2 separate regions of the Mus musculus genome follow, and region 2 is linked to region 1. Evidence: chromatin contacts called from public HiChIP or PLAC-seq data. All regions are on one chromosome and are shown on one strand. The core of a region is the stretch at or near the end of the contact, and the rest is flanking DNA. Distances in the headings are between cores, read along the strand shown.

Region 1 (7,624 bases), core at 3,747-6,246:
TTAAAACCCATTGAGTAATTTAGTGCTGCTGTGTAGGCATAGGTGTATGACCATCTACTAAAACATATGTGGCCTCTCTCAGAACACATCCTCAGGAAAAACTGACTCTCATTCTACCAACAGCCTCAACTACCAATGCCCCCTCAGAAAAATGTAGGGCTGAACCCATACATGGATTTGTAGACAAAAAGACAAATGTAAGTAACAGAGCAATAGGTAGGACCTAAATGTTGTGTAAGGTGGTACCCTCCTTGTGCTGCTCCTCCTTGTGCCAGAGACAACTTTCTCTGTTGTGTCAGTCTCCTACATGAGGACTGGTGTGGTCTGATACATTTGTTCTTATTGATGTCTTCATCACTAGGCTGCAAAGTGGATAGCGTTCCAATCAGTGACCTCTTCATTAACTTCAATGCCATGATTTACATGTTCCACTCTGATTTCCTCCACAGCAGGACCAATGGTACAGACAATGCTGAGACTAAGAGGTATCATAAATAGGAAGGTCATATCCATCTTCCAAGAGTGATATCTCACCATCAACATAGGGGGTGATATCTTACCATCAACAAAAGGGGTGCTACTGAGTATATTGTAGATTCTACCAATATCTTCACCACCATGGAGAAGGCCAGGGTCCACTTGAGGGGTGGAGCCAAGTGGCTCATCCTCTCTGTATCTTCTCCTGATACCCCTATGTTTGTGATGGGTGTAAACCACTAATAAATATCACCAGCACAGCTTCTTGTACCATCAACTATCAGGCCCCACTGGCCAACACCCTGTGTGACAACTTCAGCATTTTTATGACTGCCATAGACCTTCATAGGGAAGACCATAGGCATTCCCTTTAGGAAGGTCATTCCTCTAAGAATGCAAAGTTCACTGGCATGAGTTTTCACATTCCTGCCACTAATATGTTTTTTATGGGTATGACATGCTGGCTGGAGAAAGGTAGAAAATACAATGATCTCCAAAGTGTCACATGAAGCGTACATCACTAGAGACCCTGAAAGGGGAATTCTGGGTATTCTGAAAACCAGAAAACATGAGTAGGTATTTTTCAAAAGACATACAACTGGGCAAAAGTTATATGAAAAAAATACTAAATATCACTAATCATCAAGGAGATATATATCAAAATGTCTACTTGGTCCCTTCTTCCACTGAAAAAACCTGAAAGAATAATAATTTGAGAGGTGAACATTGGCAAGCATGGAAAGTGTGTCTGTGATGATAAGGAGTCTCTCCGGCGAGGACACACATGGGTTCTTCTGCAACATAGCTTTAATGCATCTCGAGAGAAAGATGATCAGCTTCTGGGGGAGGAGGCCCAGAACACAGGAAACTCGGTCCTTAAATAGACCACAAGAGCAGGTGGAGACGTATTTCACCCTGACTGGTTGCTTACCATCAGCCCAGATGATGCCACGGGACAGGCAGGGCACAAGGAATGGAAAAATACCCCAGCACATGCACAGACTATTTGTTTACCAGTTAGAACACCGGATATCAGCGTCATCTTGTAATGGCAATTGCAAAGGCGGCTCCTCACAGGAAAGGAAATTCTTACACTGTTGATGGGGATGTCAATTAATATAACCATTGTATAAAGGAGCCTAAAAACAAAAATATGACCACCATGTAGTTCAGGAATCCTATTACGAAGTATGGATTTAGAGAAAATGCATCATTATATCAAAGACATTTTACAAGTGCAAGTTTATTGCAATACTATGAAAAATAGCCTATAAGTGTCCATTAACTGACTAATATATAATGAAAATGTGATGGGTATGCATAATACAATGTTATTTGGCCATTAAAATTGAAATTTAGTCAGGTGTGGTGTCAGTAGACGTTAGCAAACCATACACAGAAACGTAAGAATCACATCTTCTCACGCAAGCTTCTCCTAAGAACTCTCACAGAAACTTGAGAGGAGAACTGTTAGTTACTAGAAACTGGGAACTATAAAGAGGAGGGATGTTATGTTATAAAATAAAATTCTATCCACTCTATTTTACCAAAGAGGACTCAGGAACCAGATGCTGGGGTGAAAAACCTACTAGCTCAGAGAGGCAGAGAAAGCATCCAGTTGACCTTCCCGTACTGACACACCAGAAGGAAAAAGCCCCTCCTCCTCCTCCATGCTGTTTTAAATACCTTTAACTCAATGTCCCTCCTTCCTACTTCCTATGTTCAATCCCTGCCAACTGGTTGCTTTTCTTCACTCCTTGAAAGCCCTTTGGATTAAATGTGTGACTGTGGAAATGGACATTGATAACCTCATTTAGAAACATGATAGTTTCACATAATATATTAATTTTATATAATTGTCTAAGGATGTGATATATCATATATGTACTGTAATATATGCTTTATATGTTATGTAAATATTTATATAAGGACTGAGCAGAAGGGTTTTGCAACCCCATAGGAAAAACAACAATATCAACCAAACCAACCAGACCCCCCTCCCAAAGCTCCCAGGGATTAAAACACCAACCAAAGAGTACACATGGAGGGACCCATGGCTCCAGCCATATATATGTAGCAGAGGATGGCCTTGTCAGGCATCAATGGGAGGAGAGGTCCTTGGTCCTGTAAAGGCTCCATGCCCCAGTGTAGGGTAATGCCAGGGTGGGGAGGTGGGAGTGGGTGGGTGGGTGGGTGGGTGCTTGAGTACCCTCATAGAAGCAGGGGGAGCGAGAGGGGATAGTAGTATTCCTAGGGGTGTGGGGGACTAGGAAAGGGGATAACATTTGAAATGTAAATAAAGAAAATATCTAATTTAAAAGAGAGAGAGAGAGAGAGAGAGAGAGAAAGAGAGAAAGAAGACCAAACACAGGAGGTCTTTCACCACCACAGATATGAGCAGCAGCACGCACGTCAGTAATCATATACACAGACCAAGCACTGTATTTTGAAATATCTTATGAATCAATGATCAAGTTAAACAGCAGAGAACTTTAATGTGTTGCTATGAATTAAGGCCAGAACCTTGTATCCCTAAACAAGGTGTCAACTACCAAGTTATATATCTCCAGCCCTAAATTATCTTTTAAATTTCATAACATGAAAACAAGAACATATCAAAATGTATATCTAGATGCTATAAAAAAAAGGTTAAAAGGAAGTGCGTGGTACAAAATATATATGTTAGAAAAAGAAATGTGTAATCTTTAATTAGAAGAGAACATGACCTCACACCTTTTTCTGTTCCCTCAGAGAGAATTTTCTTTAAGAAAGATATATATGTCCAAAAAATGGATTTCCCAAGCACATGCAAGGGCATTTTGAAGCCAAACACTGTAATCAATTAAAATGCTTTCCTAGAATCTCTGATCACCAGCCAAGCATCCAATTTAGGAACGACCACTTTAAGCATTAAACACAACTGCTTCCAATAGCATTTAACCTCCTTCCTTGGAAAGCAAGCATGCATGCTTCGAAACCAATTCACTCCTCCTTTCTTTCCTTACAGAGTAAGAAGAAGCAGGTAACCCAGAAAGAAATTAGATTCGTATGTAGATCATAGAAATCATAAGGTTATGGTCGTGAAAAGAGTGTCTCTGCCTTAGAGCAGCAAGTGTTCTAAGCAGAGGTTCCCAGTCTATGGGTTGCGTCCCCTCTGGGCATGGGATGATCTTCTCACAGGGCTTACCCGTGACCATCAGAAAACACAAATACTTAGATTACAATTCATAACAGTAGCACAATTACAGTTAGAAAGTAGCAACAAAAATAATTTTACGGTTGGAGTCACCACGACATGAGGAACTGTATTAAATATAGGGTCATAGCATGAGGGACAACATCAGGGACGTTGAGACCCACTGTTCTAGAATGCTAAGGTTAAAGGGGCTGCAAGGCCACAGGAGTTTGGAAACCAAACATAGGGCCCCAAACTAACCAAGGCAAGCTGCTGACGTAAGGCCGTCATCTCAGGAATGACAATGAGTGATCACAGTTGAAATTTTTTTAATTTTTAAAATAAGTGATTAATGGCACACCCCTTATCTCAATCTCCACTTTAACATATATTACTTCGATGTTTTTACTTATTTTCGTGTGTCTAATTGGTGTCCATAAATCTCTTGTATAAGTCCTCAAGTCCATGCTTCCTAGGCAATTGACACACATGGTCTGGAATTTTTTGGTTGGTTGGTTGGTTTTGGTTTTGGATTTGTTTGTTTGTTTGTTTATCTGGTTTATTAGAGCTTCCAGAACTTTCTCTAAGTCTTGCATGGAATGGACTTTAAAATCCCAGTCCCACTTTTCCCAAACTTTCTAAACATACAGTAAAGACCTAAGATGAGCTCACCACTGATTTGTGAGATTCATTTTTCTTTGTAGTTAGCAGAGAAAATGCAGAGGTCCTCACTGGAGGCCCGTGTGCTAAAATGTCACTGTGCAGAGTTTGTGGAGTGGCCTTTAAGGGATGCACAATCACCAGAGGACTTTTACAAATGGTACAGGCTGTTGCCTGCCTCTTCAAGAGTCAAACTTAATTCCTGAGAAACTGATTGGAAGAGGCAATAATAGCTTCAGAAGGTCTCAGAATGGATTGTAATTCACACAAACACAATGTTGACGGTACACATGCATGCAGACACAAACACACGTACACAACACACACACACACACACAAATACTCTTAGGAACCAATTACCTAACTTCTTCTCACTGCCTCCCCTATTCTTCTCTCCCCTTCTAGGCTGGTTACACATGCACACTGACACACACTTGTGTGTGCAGTGCATGTGCACACGCACAGACAAGCATCATGACAGCATTGGTCTTGAAGAGGAAAGACAGCAGGAAGAGAGCTGCAGTTCACACGAGCTCACCTTAGCAAGCTCATCCATCTGACTGACAAAGCTATGATGAAAGCTGAGGCCAATCCGAACTTTCTTTACTATTCTCTCAGGAAGCTGCACTGCTAGGCATGATCTATTTAGGCTGGGTTCATGTAAATTTCCCCCATTCTGCGGTAATTCCTCCTCACCAAGCATCCAGTGTTACTGTCACACACCAACATGACTGAGTCAGGTCCGACTCATCATGTTGACTTCCTGTGAAATGAAACAGCCTTCCCAGGACATTAAATGAGTGATTTACAAAGCCCAATGCTGGCAAATGCTCCCTGGAAGACGTCATTTCAGTTCATTCAAAGCCAGTGTCTGCCCATAATTGTCTTTTGTGTAGTCTCTTAGTCAATTATAGACATTAGACGAGTGTACTGAGTCTGTTCACAGTTTCCTTTCATATTCACATATTGTGAAGGAGACACACACACTCATAACACACACTCTATCTCACGCACACACATGTAACTTATCATGCTCCCCTGTTCACTGAAATAAGGATTTTGCTGAAATTACTCATTCTTTACAACTATACCACACCCTTCTCTGTGTGTCTGTGTATGTAAATGTGTGGTCTATGCACAAATATATTCATGTTGATGTTTGTGAACCTATGAAGAAGGTACTGTATGTTGATCTCTCACTCTTCTTCCCTTGAGACAGGGTTTCTTGCTGAACCTACAGATAGGCTGGTGGCCAGCGAGTCTCAGTGGTCTTCCTGTTTCTATCTTCCTCCCACAGACTTAAAATTATGGGTACATGTGATTTCTCACCTCTTTAAGTGGGTGCTAGAGACGTGAACTCAGGTCTTCACACTTGAGTAGCAAGCACTTCTCTATACAAGCCATCTCCCTAGCTCGATTACTTTATCTTTAAATAGAATAAATATATTCTTCCTAGGTTGTTTGGGACAATAACTTCTAACCTTGCTACTTTTTCCATCAAAAATCAACATTCTTCTCCATTGCTCGGCACCCACAGTTCTTGAAAACAATAATGTAAAAAAAACGTGATGGTCTAGGGCATGCTAGGAGAGATAGCCGGAATCCCTGACATCTGCCATTTGGTTCTTGATGGGTAATCCTTGTGAATCTGATAATCTACAAAGGCTAAGAGGATTGAAAGAAATCTAAAATAGTTTGCAAGTGTTCATCAGAATGACTGGTACATTTTTTGAAGGTCAAGGAAAAGCCCTATGACAGCAAGTACCGTTTTCCCAAGCCCTGAATTAGTATCAACAGTATTCAATTAACACACAACAATCATGGTGGGGGAATAGCAGACTGAAATGTGTAGTAAATCCTCAGTCATCTAAATTCGTTTGCTAAGGACTTTGGGATAATCCAGCAAAAAGCTAAGCTGAACTGCAACTCTGTACTCTGAATGAGGATTGAAATGTAAATATGTCTAAAATAACAATCTGCATAAAATGAATGTAAAGCAAGCATTTTCTAATAACACCAACAAATTCACCCAGAGAAGTGACTGGTAAAAAGCAGATACAATAAGAGAGAAAAGGAGTTGACTCGGAGAGAAAGGAGGAGAACGGGTGTAGTTTTCTGGGTCTGTTCCCTCTACATTTTATTTGGGGATTTCATCCAGGGGCAAACAGGGCTTGCACTTGCTCCACAGTGAGACTGTACTCCGTGCTACAGCGTTAACATGATGTGCGGATAGTTGAAATAGTTAAAGCATAGCTCCAAATTCAAAACCGTGCCACCGAGCTCAGCTTGGGTGCTGTGCCTTATTGCAGAGTAGAAAATATGCACTCTTACAAACTCTATTATAGTTCATTTCTACCCACCGCATGCAATGTGAAAAACCGGAGGACACAGCCTGTAAACAGACAGACAGTGAGAACTGAATCTGTAAATCTCTGGACAAGTTCCCAATTTACCCGGGATCTTCCTTTTTCCATGTTTCAAACACTGTCAACAATGGTAATTATATCATAGTACCCTTGAGAATTATATATGACTTATTTTGTGTGTGTGTGTGTGTGTGTGTGCGCGCGCGCGCGCGCGTGTGTGTAAAATCATATGTGTATGTATCTATAAATAAAGTACGTTAAATAGTCCCTGACATAAAGCAAACATTTAGTAAATGTCTGCTAATATTTTTGTAGTGATATAACACAAGAAGGCTGAACAGACTTGTATTATGCATAAAGAAGGAATTTTCTATTTTAAAAACTATATAAAATAATGTTTGTAATTAGAAAAGAAATATGGAAAAGAATTTACAAAGAGTTTAAAGAACATCTCCTCTGCGTGTAAATTTTCAGAAGACTCCTTTTTTCACCGTGTAGTGATTATCCAGCATGGAAATAGTATTTTTTTTTAAATCCGTGTCCTCCAAGCAGACAGCCACGTAGACTAGCAGCCTTCGCTGGCTTTCATTTGCAGATGATTAATGGGCAAGAAATTTAATTGTTATTTATTTTTAAAATTTAATGACAATATGAATAATTTAGCTTTTGCTATACATACAAAAAATGCAATATTAAAATTGCAATGTACCTAGCCTCTCCCAATTTTGTGAAGTCTATCGAATGAATTCATCTCAGGAAATATTTATGCAGAGTGTGAAGGAACACCAAGCATGATGAGGTGCGACTGCTGCCTCTGAAGTCAACCCGTACTATGAAGAAGAACCCCTTCAATAGAGTCATGGCAGACAGTCCTTGACTTTACAAGGATGGACCTATTTTTTTTTTCTACTTTTACTTTTACAGTGATTGGATAATACTCAACAGA
Region 2 (7,624 bases), core at 745-3,244, 670 kb after region 1:
ACTGGATAGGGGGAACTCACAGATGCCATCTGACTGGACGTTTGTAGCCTATTGGATCCAGTGCCTCACAAAATCGGACTTGAACAATGAATACAAATTGATTTGGGCAGACCCACCTCCACATGAGTTGAAAACTGGCTCAAGACTGTAAACAAAGGGAAATGACAAATGGCCCTTCCCTCAGAGAGCAGTACTTGAGTATTCCATCAGAGGACTTCTGTCAAAAGACTTCCCTCCCCCAGTCAGGATTTTGAGTTCAGGATATGCATCATCTACAACGTCATAAAGACCACATAGAAAACAACCACGGCAGGCGTTGAATTTGGAGAGTGCTAAACATTAATAAAAGCAAAATTGAATCACATCAAAAAGAATGGCAAAATCCAGGAGTCCTCCTTTGTCTTATGATTTCCCTCTCTGGATTTTCTGCTGCCTTAGGTTTACTGAAGTCTGAAATAATGCATGGAAAATTCCAGAAAGAAACCATTTGTTATTTTTAAACTCTATATTATTTTGAGCAGCATGATAAAGTCTTGTGCTCTGATAGTTGTCCGGCTCATTGTGTTATTTAACAATTTTGTTAAAGTATATTATCTGTAATTACAGTATTCTGTAGTTAGTTGTTAGCCTTTTATCTTGCTTACTTTATAAAATGTTGTCATATGCACACACACATATGACATAACTTACATACAGCATCTATGAGTTCAATGTTATTTCTATTTTTAAGCATTTAGAAAGCAGAGGCTATTGTTCACAAGAGAAAAATTAACCAAAACAGTGTTGATACAAGTGACAGAAACGACTAGGAAGACATTCTTCCAAAACCCAGTTTTAAAGACAGATAAAAATTTTCAGCCTACTCAACTTGAGATTCTATGAGCTCCAAAATCTTTTGGTGTCTGATGCTTATTTGAACAAACAGAAAAGTACAACTCAAAGCAATAAATATATCACATCCTTCAACAGCTTCCTAAAAATACTTTCTTCCCAACACTGCTGTTCTGTTGGGTCCAGATCTTTGGACTTGGTTTTTGTGCATGAAGCTTTGCCAACAGAGAACCACAAACCAAAATTCAGGAATGTTTGTAGTCAGGAAAAAGAAAAGAATATCTAAGTAGGAGAAAATTACAATGTAAGTGTGGGGGAGATTATATATATATATATATACCATATAACTGCATACCCTTTAGCGTAAAGAATAAAAATTTCTCATGACATTTGCTTAATTCCACATTGATTGCAACTTTATGGTAAATTACATCTACTACAGTTTGTTTTGGTTGTGGAGAGGAAATTGCTCCAAACCAAATCTCTTCATCTCAAACAGATCTGCTCACAGATGAGCTGCCCAAATTGAGAGCATAGAGACGCTTCCTTGACTCCGTCCGACTCTTCCCAGTTGGGTAAGAGCTGGACCACACAGGGAAGCAAGAATTCACTGTTCACTGTGACATGGCCTTGGTAATGATCTATGGCCGTGTCTACCCAGACCCCTCACATGACTGAGCCCACAAGACCAGGAGGAATCTTTCACTCCCAGTATGCTTCTCTCATGCCTGACTGAGGTCTTGCTTCCCCACTGTCCTTCCAGCCAAGCTGGCCCTCACTCAACAGAGGCCATCCATTCTGGAAGTCTGACCGAGACGCTGACTGGGCTGGGACACAGACAGAAGCCCGTGCCAACTCTCTCTCTCTCTCTCTCTCTCTCTGTCTCTCTCTCTCTCTCATCCCAACTCCACATCTCTGTGTGTGTGTGCGTGTGTGCGTTCCAAGGTGAACAGACTTGAAGCCAGAGTCTTTCAGAAGCTTGGGGCCACTTAATCCCACAGAGATATTCATTGCTGCCATTCTTGGCCACCCCTCAAACGCACACTCCTGTGGTCGCCTGCCCTCTCACGTCCTCAAACTCACGCTCCTCTAGTTCCTCTGCTATGACTCATCTTCCTACTCCCTCTGGGTTCTTGTGCCAAGCTCCTGCCCTCTGCGCACATTGCTCATTGTGTGCCCTGCCCTTGCCTACTTGGGACACCTGTTGAGAACCCACATGCCCTTTTAGACTCGTCATAGTAATCATCCTCTTCGTTGTGGAGCAGAAAACCAGCTCTTCCTGGTGGCCTGGCTCTTAAATGCACAGTCCTTTCCGTTTTCTTATTTGCTTCACATTGAAATGTAATAAGTGTCAATTCATGCGATAAAGCAGCTGTCCTGCCTCTTCCTCGGAGGAAATAATTCTTTGGTTTGAACAGCCCCCACTACTGGAAGGTCAACATTCTGAAGTCCTACTGTAGTTTGTACCCAGTAGTTTGATCTTTGAAGCCTAGAACAATGAGCCCTAACATACAGAAGGCTCACCTTAAATATATTTTAACTGAATGTGTGTCTTTACCGAGAATAACTTCTTGTACCCAACATTGTGTTTTTCCATATTACCCATAATTTTTGCTATAGTACTATCGAGAACTTTGATTACTGTGTCTGGAGAATTCCCTGTCCAGTCATGGCACTGCGCTGAGCATTCTTGGTCCCATTTCATGGTACAATTTGCGCATTTAGACCAGAACCACTCATCTTCATGGCTCCTTTCACCCAGGACATAAGGTCATTCGTGATGGAGTTGGGACTCACATCTTTTGTATACAGGATAATTACAGGAGGTCACACCACCTTTATGGCCAGCAGCTAGTTTCCATCTCTTCTTAATGGGCTCTTCACAGAGGTTAAAGCATGGTGCTTCCCTGAGTCCTTGCCCACGTTCCCGTTCTCAGTTTACACACTCCTCGTCTTATCTCAAACACTGGACAGTGCCTCCTTCATCTATTTTCCTTCTGCTTTTCTTCCCTTTATAATTTTTTTCTCTAGCTCCTTGCATTACTTTCCACAAAGATACATTGTTAGTTTGTTTTAATCTATGGGTGTGTCTCTGTGTGTGTGTGTGTGTGTGTGTGTGTGTGTGTGTGTGTGTGTGTGTGTGTGTGTGTGTGTTTGAGTTAGGGTATGCACATACGTGTGTGCAGACACACGTGTTTTTGTAAGTTGGTTCTTCTCGATTGCCCTCTCCTGTTCCTTTGATGAAGACATGCTCCTTGGCTGCGGCTACTCTATTCTCATCTAGCCTAGCACTCGTGATCTTCCAGCATCAGCCTGGCTTGGAGCTGTGTTTATGGGTATGTATATGCAAGATTGTTATGTGATTCTCATATCCAAAGTCTGGTCCTCATGACTTCCTACTAAGTTCTCCAAACCTCTGGTCTACCTCCCCAGCGTACTCTATGCTACTCTTTACAAAGTTTTGTGCCCTCGAGTCTTTAAACCTTATTCTTTGATTCAAATATTATGTGCAAAACGCTTATTCAAAGATAAGAGTCTTAAATGAAAAGAGAAGCTGGCAGTTAGGAACTAGAAAGAAAAGAAAAGAAATTTCTAAGTAATTTAAGTGTGGCCTCTTATTTTTTTATTATTTGCTTATTTATTTTTAACTTGCCTTTTAACTATATCTTGGTCAAAATGAAAAGCAAAACAAACATAAAAATTGAGTCATTACCACAATCAGAAATCTTTATAGACCATAAGTATCATCCCAATTTTAAACATAATAGCTACCTGCCTAGCTCAAGTCATTAACACTGGTGCTCTTTATGGAATTTTTTTCCTATAAGCTTTCTAATTCTTGGCAAATATTTACTACTATTTTATGCCAATCTTCATATTTAATTTTAGTTTTAAGCAAAAGTCTTATTTTTAAAAATCTGTTTTCATACATGGTCAAAACAAATAATTGTTTGGTCCTCTATAGAACATAGTTGTGGTATGTAAACAGTCAGCAGCCTGACATTTTTTTTTTACAGCATCTGTCCTTAGGTTTACATTAGTCTAGCACCTTTACTCCCTCAAATGACCTGTTCAGTGTACCAGAATGCCCGTTATCGCTCAGTGTATCTTGCTTGGTCAGACAGAGAAGAAGACATTCTAAGATAGAAATTTATGAATCAGATGGTGAGAGAGTTATTCATGATTAAAGCTGGAGAATGATAACCATGATACAAGAATCTGCGCTCGAAGATGAAGCTCAACATTGTTATATAGAGTTGGAGAGAGTGCAGACAGCCCAAGTCTGTAGACAACTGTAGCGACTGCAAGCTAAGGAGAAAAGATCCATTTAGGAAAGGAGAATCAAGTCATGGTAGCAGAATTGGACATTTTCAATAGGCAAGTATCTCAGGAGACACATCCAAACATCAGTCACTTGGTGGGCTTAGAGAAGAAATGCGGGAAAATGTAGAGATGTGAGTGTGGATTGGTGTGAAGCCAGTACACTCCTCAGCTTAAAAGGGTTTGGCTTAACCACATTTGAATTTATGATGACAAGAAACCCAAACATACAGGAAGAACACCTTCCTGGTGATCTCCAAAGCTGAGCAGTGGTCGTGGGTTGTCACATCCTTGCTACAGTACTCCTCCATGAAATTCTGAAATGTCTTCAAGTCGCCTTCCCTTGGAAGGAAACTTAACATCAGCGTGATGCAATGTAAAAGACTTGCTTTCATGTTTTGTATGTATACAAGAGTCACCAAATATCTTCTATAAAGGGCCAGTGAATATGTTTCATATTTCAAGATGTAGTTTCTGTCGCAGATACGCAATTCTACAACTATAGCATGGATGCATGCCATCATAGATAATGTTTGTTTCCTTTGTAGGAATGGACATGGGTACATTTCAATAAATATTTATAGCAGACAAAAGGTTGCTAATTCCTGATTTAAAGTTAAGTAATAATAAATTTTTTACAATGATTTAAACCTCAGTTTCAATTTGGCAACATCTTTAATTTTATATAATTTCATTATAAGGATATTTTAGAAAAGGAATTGAGCTAAGATGCTTCCATAATGTTTTATTTAATAGTAAAGGCAAAGCAATTTTACTTGATTTATTTACACTCTCACTTGACATTAGAGGTCTAGGGTGACTCTTCTATTTCAAATCTATAATTTGATATGGGTGCTTATAAGATCAGCAACAGAAAGGATGAGTTGGAAAGAATTTTTTCTGCGATAAAGAAGATCGGTGAAACATATATTTTAAAGTAATGTGAGGGAGTGACTTTTCTGGACATCTGTTTTATCTTGCACCGTGGCCAAAGTAGTCAGCACTTGCTCCTCTCTGTGCTTGGTTTCCAGTAAGAAATCACTCTAATTCCATCATTTCTGCTCAAGATGTTAAGTAAACGCAGGGAGAGACACACAATCTATGCAGAAGTTCAGGAAGCCAAACGATCCATTATTTGCCAAAGAGGCAGGATATTGCTTATTTGCCTGCAGTCCTTTAAAGAAAACAAGAATAATTAACAAGGGGAGGCCAGAGAAGAAATTGAAAAGGTCTCAGGGTGTATCTAGCATCTGCAGAACAATTTAATTTTCGCAGTCAAGAGGTAGCAAATGGTAATGAATAAATCATGTCCCTGTTTGTTAATATGCTCCATCAGGTCGCTTATTTTGAATGAAAACAAGGTTTCTGCTGCCAATGTTTTCTTAATTTGGTGGCTAGAAAATTTTCAGACTCGCCACTTACTTATCATTAATACTTTGTTACCGCCTTTTGCATCTTGGGTCAAGTTGGTTAACAGCTCAGTTTCCTGAGTATTTATTGAGTGCCTACAGTATGTTTGGCAATTTTCAAGATGACACAGATATGACAGAAAGCAACTCAAACTATCTAAAAGATATTTTAATATGGATCTTGCCTTAAAATACTACTTTTAAAGGAATGTATTTGTGATCAGTCAATGTGTAGTACATTAGCTCCACATCTTACTATCTTTAAACAGAAAATTCATTCTCATAGTTTCTGCAACTCAGGGGACACAGTGTAGCTGGATGTCCTGGGTCAGGGCTCTTTTGTGGAGCAATGCAGACATCTCCTCGGGCCACAGACACTCAAGAGGGGACACTTTGCTTCTAGACTTCATTTTGCCTTTGTCCTCAAAACCTTAAAGATTAACACCACGTATCACTATCCACTGTATGGGCTTCCCTATAAGGTTATTGAAAAATACTCTCAGCTAACATGCTTGCAAATTTATAACAAATGTTTGATTACAACAAATCTCATAATTTCAATAGAGCTTATAACTCAAAACTGTTAAGAAACATACATCACGCATTCCCAATACTATTTCATATTTATTTTCTAAATACCCCAATGGAATAGAAATAGTATGTTGTCAACATTATTAATAGGTATACTGGAGTCTTCTTTTAATTTTTGTTTTTATGAAATTATAACGCAACAAAAAAGCAACAAAAGTCACCAATAAAAGATATTTTCCTCCATAAAAATTGATAATATTTTTCAAAGTGGAAGAGAGGCAAGCAAATATTTAGTATTGGAGATCTCCATTTTTCTGTATCTTTACATTTTTTTTTGGAGATAATATTCCTTTAATATCAACAATGATACTGTTTAACAGCACAAGGAGGAGGCAGTAGAGAAACGGTTGGGCTTTCTTTCCCTACCCAGCCTAGACCTGAACAACTGAACCCCAACAGCTTAAGAGCCACTCAGTGAATAGGAAGGGAGGGGCTGGAAACCAAGGCTTGAAACTTAAACAGAGCACGGTAAACCAGGAGAGGCCTGGTAGCGAGAGGAGGGTTGTGGGCTGAGGAGCCCTAGCGCAGGTCTTCAGCGATGAACATACCCTTGGCACTGTGCAGGATGGAGTCTTTTGGCTGCATCGTAGGGATGCTTCTTGGACGGGATCGCCAGGACAGCTGGAATGGACCTCGGGTGGGCATCCAGGGCATGCCGAGCCATCTCTGCGGTGAGAATGTTGCCAATGTCATCCCTGTTTAGAAACTGCCTGAAAGTGTCTTTGATCTCATTGATCAAATTTATAACAAATTGAAGGTGGTATCCTTCTCCACTACCAGGATATTAGGGTGGCAGTTCTTGTTTAGCTCCTGTATGCTGTCCAACAGGAAACCTGTCACCTTGTCCTCATGTTCAATCACTGCGACTAATTTACCTCTGCCGGCCATCCTGTTGGCCAGGCAGAGCGCTCCCCCAAGCACCTGTGATGCCCCTCCTCTTTAGAGGCCCCTCCCTTCCTCTTTACAATATTTTAAATAGAAGAGCACATGTATATTCATTCTGAAAACAGTTTTGCCCTTAAGAATTTTTTATTATGGAAAAAATACGTTTATGATTTACCTTTAATAACCATTTACCTGCATGAAATTCAGTAAGTTATGAACGTTCACTTACAGAATAAAACTCAGCCTTCTTTGACTAGCTCCCCATTGTGTCCTTCTCAATTGCTGGCCACCACCATCCTCATGCTTCTCTGAATTTGAGTACTATGTTCCTCAAATTAGTAGGCTCTGTATGTGTTTTTTCTCCTTCTGACCAACTTCTTTCTCTTAGCTCAATATCCTCGAGGTTCACCCACTTTGCAGTCAATGATAGAGCGAAGTATGATGCTATCAGGCTATATTGTATTTATCTCTACACACCACTAACAGACCTTGGTGTTTTCCACATTTTGGAACAATATTGCTATGAACATAAGTGGGCAAAGAGTCCTTTGAGTCCCTGGTCTCTTTGTGTTTGTATATGCATCATT

Evidence for each region. HiChIP or PLAC-seq counts read pairs in DNA pulled down with a chosen protein or histone mark.
Region 2: a FOXA1 HiChIP or PLAC-seq map of pancreatic cancer cells shows a contact between it and region 1. The contact joins two enhancer-like sites. A contact is called at or near these places in 1 of 484 Hi-C or Micro-C datasets (bone marrow-derived macrophages) and 1 of 115 datasets of contacts at active chromatin or transcription factors (pancreatic cancer cells).

The regions. Positions count from the first base shown.
Region 1 is chr16:76,144,690-76,152,313 of GRCm38.p6, forward strand. The region is part of intron 1 of 4930578N18Rik (RIKEN cDNA 4930578N18 gene); the gene reads left to right. Among named protein-coding and RNA genes, the nearest start is that of Gm22268, 16 kb to the left of the region's middle. Within about 2 kb of position 4,997, at least 17 of the 459 cell types and tissues checked have an H3K27ac peak or open chromatin away from gene starts, as enhancers often do. A contact at or near this core is called in pancreatic cancer cells, where this site is marked.
Region 2 is chr16:76,814,702-76,822,325 of GRCm38.p6, forward strand. It overlaps the pseudogene LOC102632931. Among named protein-coding and RNA genes, the nearest start is that of Gm30790, 39 kb to the left of the region's middle. Within about 2 kb of position 1,995, at least 31 of the 459 cell types and tissues checked have an H3K27ac peak or open chromatin away from gene starts, as enhancers often do. A contact at or near this core is called in pancreatic cancer cells, where this site is marked.